Regions from separate parts of the Sus scrofa genome. Here all the other regions are linked to region 3. A link is a contact called in public Hi-C and HiChIP or PLAC-seq data. All regions are on one chromosome and are shown on one strand. Each heading gives the region's core, a stretch centred on a gene start, on an enhancer-like site or on the middle of the called end of the contact. The rest is flanking DNA. Distances are from core to core; before and after follow the strand shown.

Region 1 (3,719 bases), core at 858-3,357, 110 kb before region 3:
TCCCTGGCCTTGCTCAGTGGGTTAAGGATCCGGCGTTGCCGTGAGATGTGGTGTAGGTTGCAGATACGGCTTGGATCCCAAGTTGCTGTGGCTCTGGCAACAGCTCCAATTCGACCCCTAGCCTGGGAACCTTCATATGCCGCGGGAGCAGCCCTAGAAAAGGCAAAACGACAAAAAAATATACATAAATTAAAAAGGCAATCAAGCCCCAATGAAAAAGGGAAGGAACCCAAGGCACAGCTTTTGGCGTAGAGGCAACAAATTTTTGTTAAATAGATGTTTGATGAAGAACAAGAATGTAAAAGATTAGAGTCACAAAACACAACCTGCCATTTTTCCCGGGTTACCATCTCTATTTGTTGTGGGTTTCTATTTACAAAGCTGCAACTTAGTCTCTCTAAATTCAAAATCTTCTACCAACACCTGCTGCTTCCACCATGACGACGAGCAAATTCACACAAGATTCAGAGAATCGCAGAGAAAGAAGGCACCTTAGGAGAGAACTCTGCCACCTATTCCATTATAAAGACTTTTTTTTTTTTTCCCCAAAAAAAAAAAAAAGGCTTGCTCAAGGTTGCTCAAATGGCTAATATCAGAGCCACTTCCTAGGTTAGCGATAAAGAAGAATTCCTGGAATTTCAACCCTCCTCTCAAAAATCAGCTCTCATTTCTTAAAATACTTGTAAATATCTTCATTTCTGGCAGGAAACTAGCCTTGGATACCAAAGGCTACCATGGAAGGTTTTGAATGTTTAAATAAACCATTGTTGGGGGAGAGAGAGAAAAGGCTTTTGTCCACCAGTGACCCCCAGGCGTGGCCCCAGGATGATGGACAGACCATGGAATGGAAAGCAATAGCAATTACGGTGGGAAGATGACTACATGTAATATTTTGCTTGTTCTGTGGTATACTAGAATGAGAAAAGTTCACTGATCATTTTTTTTTTTCTTTTTGTGACCTAAGCCGTAGCTGTGGCAACGCCAGATCCTTAACCCACTGTGCTGGGCTGGGAATCAAACCTGTATCCTAGCGCTCCCAAGACACTGCCAATCGCTGTGTCATAGCAGGAACTCCCACTGATCATTCTGTTTAGTCTCTAACATTGCATTTATTTATTTAATTTTGTATGTGTGTGTGTGTGTCTTTTTGTCTTTCATAGTGTGGCATATGGAGGTTCCTAGGCTAGGGGTCAAATTGGAGCTGTAGCTACTGCAATATGCCACAGCAACTCAGGATCCGAGATGCATCTGCAACCTATACCACAGCTCACAGCAACGCCGGATCCTTAACCCACTGAGCGAGGCCGGGGATCGAACCCTCATCCTCAAGGATGCTAGTCGGGTTCACTACTGCTGAGCCATGACAGCAACTCCTAACATTGCATTTAGAATGCTGGCAACAATAAAGTAGAATTAGCAAAACTAGAGAATGCTTTAATTTGTACTTGCAACAATCCTGCCCACTTCAGAACTATATAAAAGGAAGTTCATATTTTGTCTAATTTCAATAAAATGTGTCACGACAAATGAAAAGAACTAGCCCTGGGCCTGGATATCAGGACACTCAGATTCTACTCCTGACTCTTCTATTCAGTAATGACCTGTGATATTAAGAAAACTACTTTCCCAGAGTTCCCGTTGTGGTGCAGAGGGGTAAGAGCCTGACTGCAGCCGCTCAGGTCACTTTGGAGGTGTGGGTTTGATCTGTGGTCTGGAGCAGTGGGTTGAAAGGATCCAGCATTGCCACAGCTGCTGCGAATGTGGCAGTTGCAGCTGAAATTCAATCCCTGGCCTGGGACCTTCCATATGCCATGAGTGCAGCCATTTAAAAAAAAAAAAAAAAAGGATAGAAAACTACTTTGCCTCTGTAAAACAAAGTTCCTTAGTCTCTAAAATGAGGGAAATGATCTAGAACAGGGATTGGCCAACCACTGCCCACATGCCACATGTGACCTGCTGCCTGTTTTTGCAAATAAAATTTTACTGCAACATAGCCATGTCCATTCATTTAAGCAAGATCTACAGCTGCTTGTGTACTGCAACGGCAAAGCTGAGCAGTCGCGACAGAGTATGACTGCAAGCCTAAAATGTTTACTGTTTCGCTCTTTGCAGAAATAGTGTGTTGACCCATGCACTAGAACATCACATGAGTCTTCTGCAGTTCTAGTACTTAACTCTGTAAGTCCTAAGCCAAAGTTGCGAAACGTTAAGTTAGATTGGCAACCGTGAAGACTGTATCTCAGGACAACATAAAATCAAGCTGCGGGTGTACAGAACGATCCTGGAGCAGCCTATGTTCAGGAAAGGAATATGGGCTGATCAGGAAATATCACGGGGATAAACAAACATCTCTAGGTCACAGAGCTGCAATGGGCATCCCTGTTTGGGCGGGGAAGCATGAATGGAAAGGACAGAGATAATTAAACGCAGTCAATGCTTTATTCAAACAATGACTAAGATTTTTAGCTTTTGTGATAAACGTATGAATAACAAATACCCATTGTTTCAGAAAGGAAGGAGATAATCAAATACCTCTTTGAGAAGATGAGCAATAGTAGCATTACTAGAATTCTAGAGCTACTTATAGAACACTTTGATTAAAGAATAACTCCCCCCTTTTGTAAGAGTGTCTCTCTTTTTCTTTCTTAGGGCTGCACCCAGGGCATATGGAGGTTCCCAGGCTAGGGGTAGAATCAGAGCTGCAGCTGCCGGCTTATGCCACAGTCACAGCAATGCAGGATCCAAGCCATGTCTGTGACCTATACCACAGCTCATGGAAATGACAGATCCTTAACCCACTGAGCAAAGCCAGGGTTCGAACTTGCATCGTCATGGATACTGGTAGGGATCGTTACCACTGAGCCACGACAGGAACTCCAGAGTGTCTCTTTTTAAAACTCTTATTTATTTTTTTATTTACTGCTTTTTAGGGCTGCACCCGCAGCATATGGAGGTTCCCAAGCTAGAGGTCTAATTAGCGCTGTAGCCACCGGCCTACACCACAGCTCCGGGCAATGCTGGATCCTTAACCCACTGAGCAAGGCCAGGGATCGAATCTGCAACCTCGTGGTTCCTAGTCAGATTCGTTTCCGCTGCGCCATGACAGGAACTCCGAAACTTTTATTTTTAAATAAATTCTACTGGAGAATAGTTGACTTGGCTGTGTTGATTTCAGGTGTGCAGCAAAGTAAATATGAGTGTCTCTTTTATGAGCACACAACAGCATATACCTCATGTTGAGAAGAGATAAGGGGTAGTTCCCATTGTGGCTCAGTGGTTAACGAACCCAACTAGCATCCAAGAGGATGTGGGTTCAATCCCTGACCTCGCTGAGTGGGTTAAGGATCCGGCATTGCCGTGAGCTGTGATGTAGGTTGCAGACACGGCTCGGATCTTGCATTGCTGTGGCTATGGTGTAGGCCGGCAGCTACAGCTCCGATTCGACCCCTAGCCTGGGAACCTCCATATGCCGTGAGTGCAGCCCTAAAAAAAAAAAAGCAAAAAAAAAAAAGGGGGGGGAGAGAGAAGGAACAAGGGGGTGCCCACCTAACCAGGTGCATCAGCTAAATCCACCCAGGCAATCAGTGGGGTAAACTGTGCCCCAAATAGATTATCTTCACTTCCCACAGTGAGTAAGCTCATATCACAAGCCCAGAGGGTCTCACTTTCTTCTGCTTGGGATCATCAATGGCATTCTTAGGCTTAACAACACATGTACA
Region 2 (3,681 bases), core at 377-2,876, 91 kb before region 3:
ATACAGCCGGGTTCCCTCAGGCAGATCATGACATCACTGCACCCCATTTTCCTCTTCTTACCCAAATGACTGCTGGACCCCTAGCCAGCCTTCACTCCACAGGGCGCTAACACCTGCCTTAACCTTGGGAGGGTGCCAAGGCTCCATGTCACGCAGGTGACTTGGTGATAATGAGAGAGCGAGGGTAACAAGGAAGCCAAGAGCCCCGAGGAAAACTGGGAGTTTGGATGGGCTCTAACCTCCCTTTCAGAGACATGGTCTCAAGCAAACTGTTCAAACTTCTTGGAATCTCAGTTCTCCCATTTATATAACAGGGCCAATAATTTCCCCTCACTTCTAGGGTTACTGCTGTGACCAAATAAAAGACTGTATGAGAAGGCGCAGGGCTAGGAAATCCATGGTCAGATGACGTCTGATATTAATTAGGAGTTCCCACTGTGACAACAGGATTGGCGGCGACTTGGGAGTGCCGGGACGCAGGTTCGATCCCTGGCCCAGCACAGTGGGTTAATGATCCAGTGTTGCCACAGCTGCAGCTTAGTTCACAACTACAGCTCGGGTCTGATCTCTGGCCCGGGAACTCCACATGCTGCAGGGCAGCCAAAAAAAGGGGGAAGAAATGTCTAATGTTAATTAGAAAATAATGATAACGGTAATAAATTCTATTTTTAAGTGGCCAGAAGGATAAAGAAAAAAGTTACCTTGGGCTGAGCTGAGAGGTAGAACTAGATTTAGTGGCAAAGGCTAAATCTGTGAGTCAACTTGGGCAAAGAGGATTAGGACCACATACTTTGTTTTTATTTTTATTTTTTTTAAGTATCCATATTTTATTTATTTTATTTTATATTTTTGGCCATGCCGACAGCATGTGAAAGTTCCCAGGCCAGGGATCGAACCCGAGCCATAGTGGTGATAACATGGCATCCTTAACCTGCTGAGCCACCAGGGAAGTCCAGGACCATGTACTTTTAACCTCTTATTTTCTGTTATTCCCTTCTAATAAACAGTATACTGAGAAGGCTGATGGGATGAGAATGATGGGAGGAAAGGCAGTGGAAAAGCCAAGACCAAGAGTTCCTGCTGTGGCTCAGCGATTAAGGAACCCAACTAGTATCCATGAGGACACAGGTTCCATCCCTGGCCTCGATCAGTGGGCTAAGGATCCAGTGTTGCTGTGAGCTATGGTGTAGGTCGCAGACATGGTTCAGATCCTGAGTTGCTGTGGCTGTGGTGTAGGCCGGCCGCTGCAGCTCCAATTCGACCCATAGCCTGGGAACCTCCATATGCTGCAGGCGTGGCCCTAAAAAGACAAAAAATACAAAAGAAAAAAAGAAAAAAAAAGAAAAGCCAAGACCAAGAGTTGAGTTCTGATGGGCAGGGCAGTTTAGAAGTCCTGGCTTCCCTTAGAAGCTGGGGCGGGTGACTCAAGTGCCGGTAAAACCCTCTGGGCAGCGAGGCCACACCTCCTGAAAATATATCAGCAGTATCCCTAGAGGTGAAATTCCTACAGCAGAATGGAATAAGAGAAGACATATTAAATGTCAGAGCAAGAATTACTGACCCCTGGGTTTGAGAGAAAAAGAGGAAATGGGATGCCTGTGGTTACCTGACCCTTTCTCCAGGGTCAAGGTTTCTTCTTGCAGCCTCGGAAGAGAGGCCAAAAGCAAACCAAACACCCTCTAGCTGCTTTGGGTCCTGACCAAATGTTGGCTACGAGCCCCTTCGGGCTTGTAGATTCAGAGCAACTTCCACTTTTAAATAAGCTCCTTCATGGAGGGCTAGGTGCTGTGAACACACCATGGGCGGGGTGGGTCCCGTGGAGACTCCAGCACTGCCCACTTCCACTCTTCCTAGCCCTGCAATCACATGACTTTTTGAGTTTTTCCTTCTTCTCCTGGATCACTATCCTACCTGCCTAACCCCCAACCTGTTAATCTCTCCCTTGAAAAGATCCAGACTTGGAGTTCCCGTTGTGGCTCAGCAGAGTAAGAACCCGATGAGTATCCATGAGGATGCAGGTTCGATCCTTGGCACTGGTCAATGGGTTAAGGATCCAGCATTGCTGCAAGCTGCAGTGTAGGCTGCACATGCAGTTTGGAGCTGGCACTGCTGTGGCTGCGGTGTAGGCTGGCAGCCGCAGTTCCGATTCAGCCCCTAGTCTGGGAACTTCCATATGCCACGGGTGCGGCCATAAAAGACAAAAAGAAAAAAAAAATCCAGATGGGTGGCTCAACGTCATCCAGAGAAGGGCAATGCAGAGTTTGTTTTTAATAGTGAATCTATTATGTAAAAGCACAGCATTTATGTACCTCGGTTTATCATCAATGGTATCAGTGCCAACCTGAATGACTGACTGGCTCCTCCCAAAATGTCCAGTTTCTCACGAGTCATCAGATAGAACAGGATGGAGAGAGGGAAAGAAACTCTTCTCTGCAACTTTCGTAGTTTGTTTAAACTATCTAAGGACTTTCCCATGAATGAGATGTTAGCTCGGATTACTGCAATCTTTCAACCAACCTAAATAATTAAAGTCTAGGGTGAGAACAGAGAAGAAATCAAAACTGTTGGGAATCGTGGTCAACTCATGACCCTTTAATTTGTAGGAAAAACGTCTGCTGAAAAGACATTTATGGGATGATAGTTTAGATCCAGATAATAGGCCTTTTTTCCCTTGGTGGCATTTTGTTCAAAGAAAGAACGCAACGTGGCCAAGTTGCCTCACTACTGCAAAGAAAATATATATTTCTAGATACCATAAATGAAAGGAAACACACGAGGAAACATAAAGACAGTCTGAAAACAGAAAGCGAAAAGGAAGCATGTAACAACGTGAGGGCCGAGAATCCAGTAAGAGAAAGACAGATGTAGGTGCCAGCCGCACGCTGCAAGCTCGCTCCTTTTCCCCCAGCCATTTGCACCTTGCTTTTCATTTTAATGACTCTCCCCCCAGGGGTAGAAGGTGAACCTTCTTCCCTTCCATCGGTGACTTTCTGTGCAGGGCTGTCATTTTTCAGACAGTATACCTCCTAGAATTTCACAACGCTACAAACTGCAAGGGAGGGATAAAAGGGGAAATGCTTATTTTAAAAACATACAATGAAACATAGGACCTGATGTCTTGTCAGACTCACCGAACGCTGGTGCACTAGAAATAGCAACTGGTTGCTGCTTCATGACAGGGGGAAGTGCGGAGGGGAGCTGATAGCCTTGGAGCTTCAGCTTGATGAGTTTCATGGCTATGGAAAACTCCACTTGATCCATCCTTCCGTCATTATTCATGTCAGCCAGCGCCCTGCGAACCGGCAGCAAAGGCTCAGAATGACTGTGACCTTAAAGGAATCTCTCCCCAACCATTCGCACCCACACAAAAGCTAAAGAATCAGCTCCTGGGAGCCTGGGGAGAACAAAACACACACAGGCGTTCCCATCATGGCTCAGCAGGTAGTGAACCCAACCAGGATCCAAGAGGACATGGGTTCGATCCCTGGCCTCACTCAGTGGTTAAGGATCCCGAAGTGGTGTGAGCTGTGGTGTAGGTCGCAGACTGGCTTGGATCCCGAGTTGCTGTGGCGGTGGTGTAGGCCGGTGGCTACAGTTCCAATTCGACCCCAGCCTGGGAACCTCCACATGCAGTGAGTGTGGCCCTAGAAAGACAAAAACAAAAACCCACGAAACTAGTTT
Region 3 (4,053 bases), core at 1,126-3,625:
GACAAATACATTCCTCCTATTTTAGAGGTTAAGAGTAGCCACTACACACACAAACCAGCTGGCCGGCTGGATCCACGGCCCGGGTTCCTGCCCTCAGATCCTGTCCACTACATAATCCATGAGATCGCTGAGCCTGGTCTTCATCCTTTCAAAGGGATTAGTAAAAACTGCCTCCCCGTTGACAGAATTGAGATTTTCCAGATGCATTTTTTGGTAAGGTATTTGTTTTTATTGCCTATACTATTTTGTCCTTGTTTTTATTATTTGTACGTTTTGACCATGCCAACGTTAAGAGAAGGATACCAGCAGATAGGCACAAAGAAACCCATCTGTCCGGAGTCTGCATATATTTAAAATTTCAGGCTGGTGCTGCCTTCAGAATAGCACTGATGATGGCAAAGTTCTAAAGGAAACTTTCATATTGAGTCTATCAAGAATCTCTACAGCCTTCAACTCAACAGAGAAGCCGCTAATTTATTTCTTCAAAAGCAAAGCCCTTAGTCTGAATCACAACAAAAGATGCCCATAGGAAATGTAATCTACGAAGTTGCTTTCTAATCCAAAGGCAAACAAGAAGTAAAGGAAGGCGCGACCCATTCCTCGTTGGTTTCCTTTTCCTGGGGATTCTGATTACATTTCCTCGTTCAAGCAAGAGCCCGCAATTGTGCCTTCGGTCCACACCATAAAACCGTGTCTGTGCGTAAAGAAGGGAAGGGCAAGCGGTAGACACCGGGGACGCGCTCCCACCGAAGGAGAGCAGCTTTCTGTTAAATACCATCAGAGTCGGCCCCGGCAGGAGGACTCAGGGCCAAACGGCATTGACTGCCCTTCACTGACAGGGATTTTGCAGGCACACGAAAGAGAGAAAGGGATGAGCCGGGGACTCGAGGCCGCGCGGGGGGAGAAGCGGGAGGCGCGATGCCGCTCCCCGCGAGCTCCGGATCCCAGGAGGCCGGCGGGGAGGCGAGGCTTGGCCGGTCCGCCACGCTCAGGCGGCCGAGGGCAGCGAGGTCAGCCCTAGAAGGACCGACCGCCTCATGTCCCCCGAGGGAAGGAGGAACCCCGCTCCGCCCGCCAAGGCTGTGGATGCCCATTCAACCCGAAGCGCGTCCCGCGGCCGCCACCCCCTCTATCCGCCGCGGAGCCCCCGCCTCCCAGAGACCGCCAGCCGGCCGCCCCACCGCCACCCCCGGGAGGATGGGAAGGACGAGGCTCAGGGGTGGCGAGCGCCGCGCCTTCAAGGCGCGCGGCAAAGGGTGAAGGGTGCCCGGAGGGACGCGCACTGGCCCGCGGGACGCGCGCCCCGGGCGGCCATCGCGCCGACCCCCGCGGCGACCCCCGCCCCCGCCGCCTCCCGGGTCCAGGCCGCCGAGGTCCAGCCTGCTCCTCACCTCATTTCCAGGCGGGTCCGCGCTGCCGCCCCACAGACAAATCAGTGCAGCTCACTCGCCGCGAGAAGGGACGCAGGAGCCGCAGCCCTGCACACCATCCCCGCCCGCCCGCCCGCCTCTCCGTGCGTCCCGGAGCCCCGCTCGGGATTCTCCCTTGCGAGCCGCCGTACTACGGAGCAACCAAGCTGCGCTCCCTCCCCTCTTCTCCGCTCTTTTCTACCTCCTTCGCTCCCTCCCTCGCTCCCTCGCTCCCGCCTATCTCCTCATCTCCCTCGGCTGCCTACCCCGCTCCCATCCACCCCTCCATCTCCTCCCACAGGTGGGTGGGGACAAAAGCGCTGCCAATCAAAAGAAAGGGCCCGCACCTCCTCTCCGCCCCTTACCTCTAGCCCCGCCCACAGGGGAGAACGCAATGAGAGGGAGCCAATAAAAATGGAAGAGGGCAGAGTAACAGCCTAGTAATCCAATGAGCAAGCTCAAAGAGGACGTGTGCAAGACTCTCCTCCTCCCCGCCCCCCTTCCAGAAGGCGTAACTAGAGGTTTCTGGTCTGGGATTTTCTTCAAGTGGTCGTGGAGATTTTGTTCCATAATTTCAGTGTGTTTGTCCTTGCCGTGGGAGGAAAGACACTAGTTAGCATGCATTCAACTAACGGAAGGTTTAAAGGAGAGAACAATGTGGTCGCAAAAGGGAGGCGGGACGTAGTCCAAGGAAGGTGATGGAGATACGGTTGGAATGAGGAAGGGTGTGGTCTTCAACTGAAATTTGCATAAAACTGAACCCTTCGGCAACTAGGACTTTACGCATTTATTGGCAGCCCCTGATGCCTCTCCTCAGAGCATGCCGGGAGATGTAGTTTCAAGTTTGGTTGCTATGGCGTTCTCTACAGCTTCCGAGAGTCGGAGAGTCTCCTAGAGTGACGAGCGGCCTGACCAATGGGAGCATCTCCTGGCCCATAGGGGGCGGGCTCTCCGCAGAAGGCCTTGAAGGTGGCGGTGGTGGAGGTGCAGGCCGTTGGGGCGTCTTGGAAGCAGGTGAGCGCGGAGAAACGGGTTGTGTGTCTTGGGAAACCGGGCTTTGGGCGAAAGATCCGAGAAGGCCCGTGGAACTGTCCAGCCCTGGGGCGGATGGTGGTTCACGTCGCGCACCAACCGCAGACCCTCCTGGGCCCCGGCCTAGCTTAGCTGAGGCCGCTGAGGGGCGGTTAAGACTTAATTTGACTGAGGATTTCCTGGTCCTTTCAGGTTTCGGTGGTAGATTTTATCTGTTTGCCGCTCCCTCCACATTTATGGAGGCAGAAGTCTGAAAGGTCTTTTCTACAGAATCTCCCAGGTTGGATTTTTCCCCCTCTTGCATCTTTTTGTTCTTACACTTTGAGTGTCTTTTTCTTGCTGCCTTACTTCTCGATCACCGCTTTCTCCTCCTTTACGTTTTTTGTGTTTGGGATATTTTTTTGGGGGGGGAGCAATTACTTAAAGCGAGTGTATTCGCATTTATATAACTGTAGGGCCAGATTTGCCCATCACATTGAAGCTAAAGAGAGTATTTGGGAGCAATGCGTGAGAATCACCTCAGTCTTAAAGGTCTGGGCGGGTCCTGAGAATCTGCATTTCTGACACGCTCGCAGGTGCTTCTAGTCCACGTTGTATGAGCAGCAACGTTCTGCATCAGCTCTGCTGAGTACAAATTTAATGGGAGCCACATTAAAAAAAAAAAAGAAAGAAAAGAAAAGAAAAACATGAAATTAACTTTAGTGTTTCATTTAACCCCGTATATCTAATACATTATCATTTCGACACATAATCAAATATTTTAAAATGGAGACGTGATACAGTCTCTCTTTTTTTCGTATTAAGTCTTTGAAGTCTGATGGGCATCTTACACTAACAGCACACCACAATTCTGACAATGCACAGTTCAAGGGCTCCTTAACCACTAGTAGCTTCTCTTACTGGACAGCACAGATCTAGATGATATAATAACCCACTGCAGAAATTAATAGGTGCTAATAAAGCTCAGGTTGCACCTGGTAGAACCCCTTACTGCTCTGTGAGATGGGCTTTGGAGCTACTTGACAATTTCTCTGCTCAATTTACAGAAATAAGAGCAAAAATAGCCGCCATTTATTGAACACTTATTTCATGCCAGGTATTGTATTGAGTGTTTTGCATGTGTTGTTTAAGCCTTCCAGTCACCCTTTGAGGTACCTGCTATAATTATACCTGTCTTACAGGTATGGAATCCAAGGCCCAGGAGGCTAGAATTATGTAGGCCAAGTCATACAGTGAAGAAGCAGGAAAGCCAGGATTCAGAGTAAATTCACTTATGACTTCTAATCCTATCCATCAACCACTGCAATGTATAATTATTCCCTTTAATCCCTAATTTCAACTCATTGATACCTTTCCTCCAGTTTATGGCAGGGGTTGAGACATTCAAATTTGAAACAGTTTCAAATGTCAGTTGCAATAAAATATGTTGGTAGTTTTAATCTTTTTTTTTTTTCTTTTTTTCTTTTTTGGCTACCCCTCGGCCTGTGGAGTTCCCGGGCCAGGAATCAGATCCTAGCCACAGTTGTAACCTTCGCTGCAGCTTCAGCAATACCGAATCCTTTAATCCACTGTGCCAGGATGGGGATGGAACCTGTGTCCTGGCACTACAGAG

What was found. Hi-C and Micro-C count contacts between places; a contact is called where the count stands out from the background. HiChIP or PLAC-seq counts read pairs in DNA pulled down with a chosen protein or histone mark.
Region 1: a contact with region 3 is called in an H3K27ac HiChIP or PLAC-seq map of alveolar macrophages. The contact joins the enhancer-like site here to the promoter of CRYZL1 in region 3. A contact is called at or near these places in 1 of 5 promoter capture datasets (fetal liver), 7 of 47 Hi-C or Micro-C datasets (embryonic fibroblasts, epiblast stem cells, fetal heart ventricle and 2 more) and 2 of 2 datasets of contacts at active chromatin or transcription factors (alveolar macrophages and skeletal muscle).
Region 2: a contact with region 3 is called in a Hi-C map of embryonic fibroblasts, with 2.4 times the contacts expected there. The contact joins the enhancer-like site here to the promoter of CRYZL1 in region 3. A contact is called at or near these places in 1 of 5 promoter capture datasets (fetal liver), 4 of 47 Hi-C or Micro-C datasets (embryonic fibroblasts, epiblast stem cells and liver) and 2 of 2 datasets of contacts at active chromatin or transcription factors (alveolar macrophages and skeletal muscle).

The regions. Positions count from the first base shown.
Region 1 is chr13:197,356,684-197,360,402 of Sscrofa11.1, reverse strand. The region is part of intron 8 of ITSN1 (intersectin-1); the gene reads right to left. Among named protein-coding and RNA genes, the nearest start is that of ITSN1, 57 kb to the right of the region's middle. Within about 2 kb of position 2,107, at least 2 of the 83 cell types and tissues checked have an H3K27ac peak or open chromatin away from gene starts, as enhancers often do. A contact at or near this core is called in alveolar macrophages, where this site is marked.
Region 2 is chr13:197,337,761-197,341,441 of Sscrofa11.1, reverse strand. ITSN1 (intersectin-1) reads right to left here. Exons shown (of 42, transcript XM_021070946.1): 5 at 3,132-3,292. Among named protein-coding and RNA genes, the nearest start is that of ITSN1, 38 kb to the right of the region's middle. Within about 2 kb of position 1,626, at least 6 of the 83 cell types and tissues checked have an H3K27ac peak or open chromatin away from gene starts, as enhancers often do. A contact at or near this core is called in alveolar macrophages, embryonic fibroblasts and skeletal muscle, where this site is marked.
Region 3 is chr13:197,246,707-197,250,759 of Sscrofa11.1, reverse strand. It overlaps CRYZL1 (crystallin zeta like 1), which reads left to right and starts at 2,375. Exons shown (of 13, transcript NM_001098596.1): 1 at 2,375-2,423.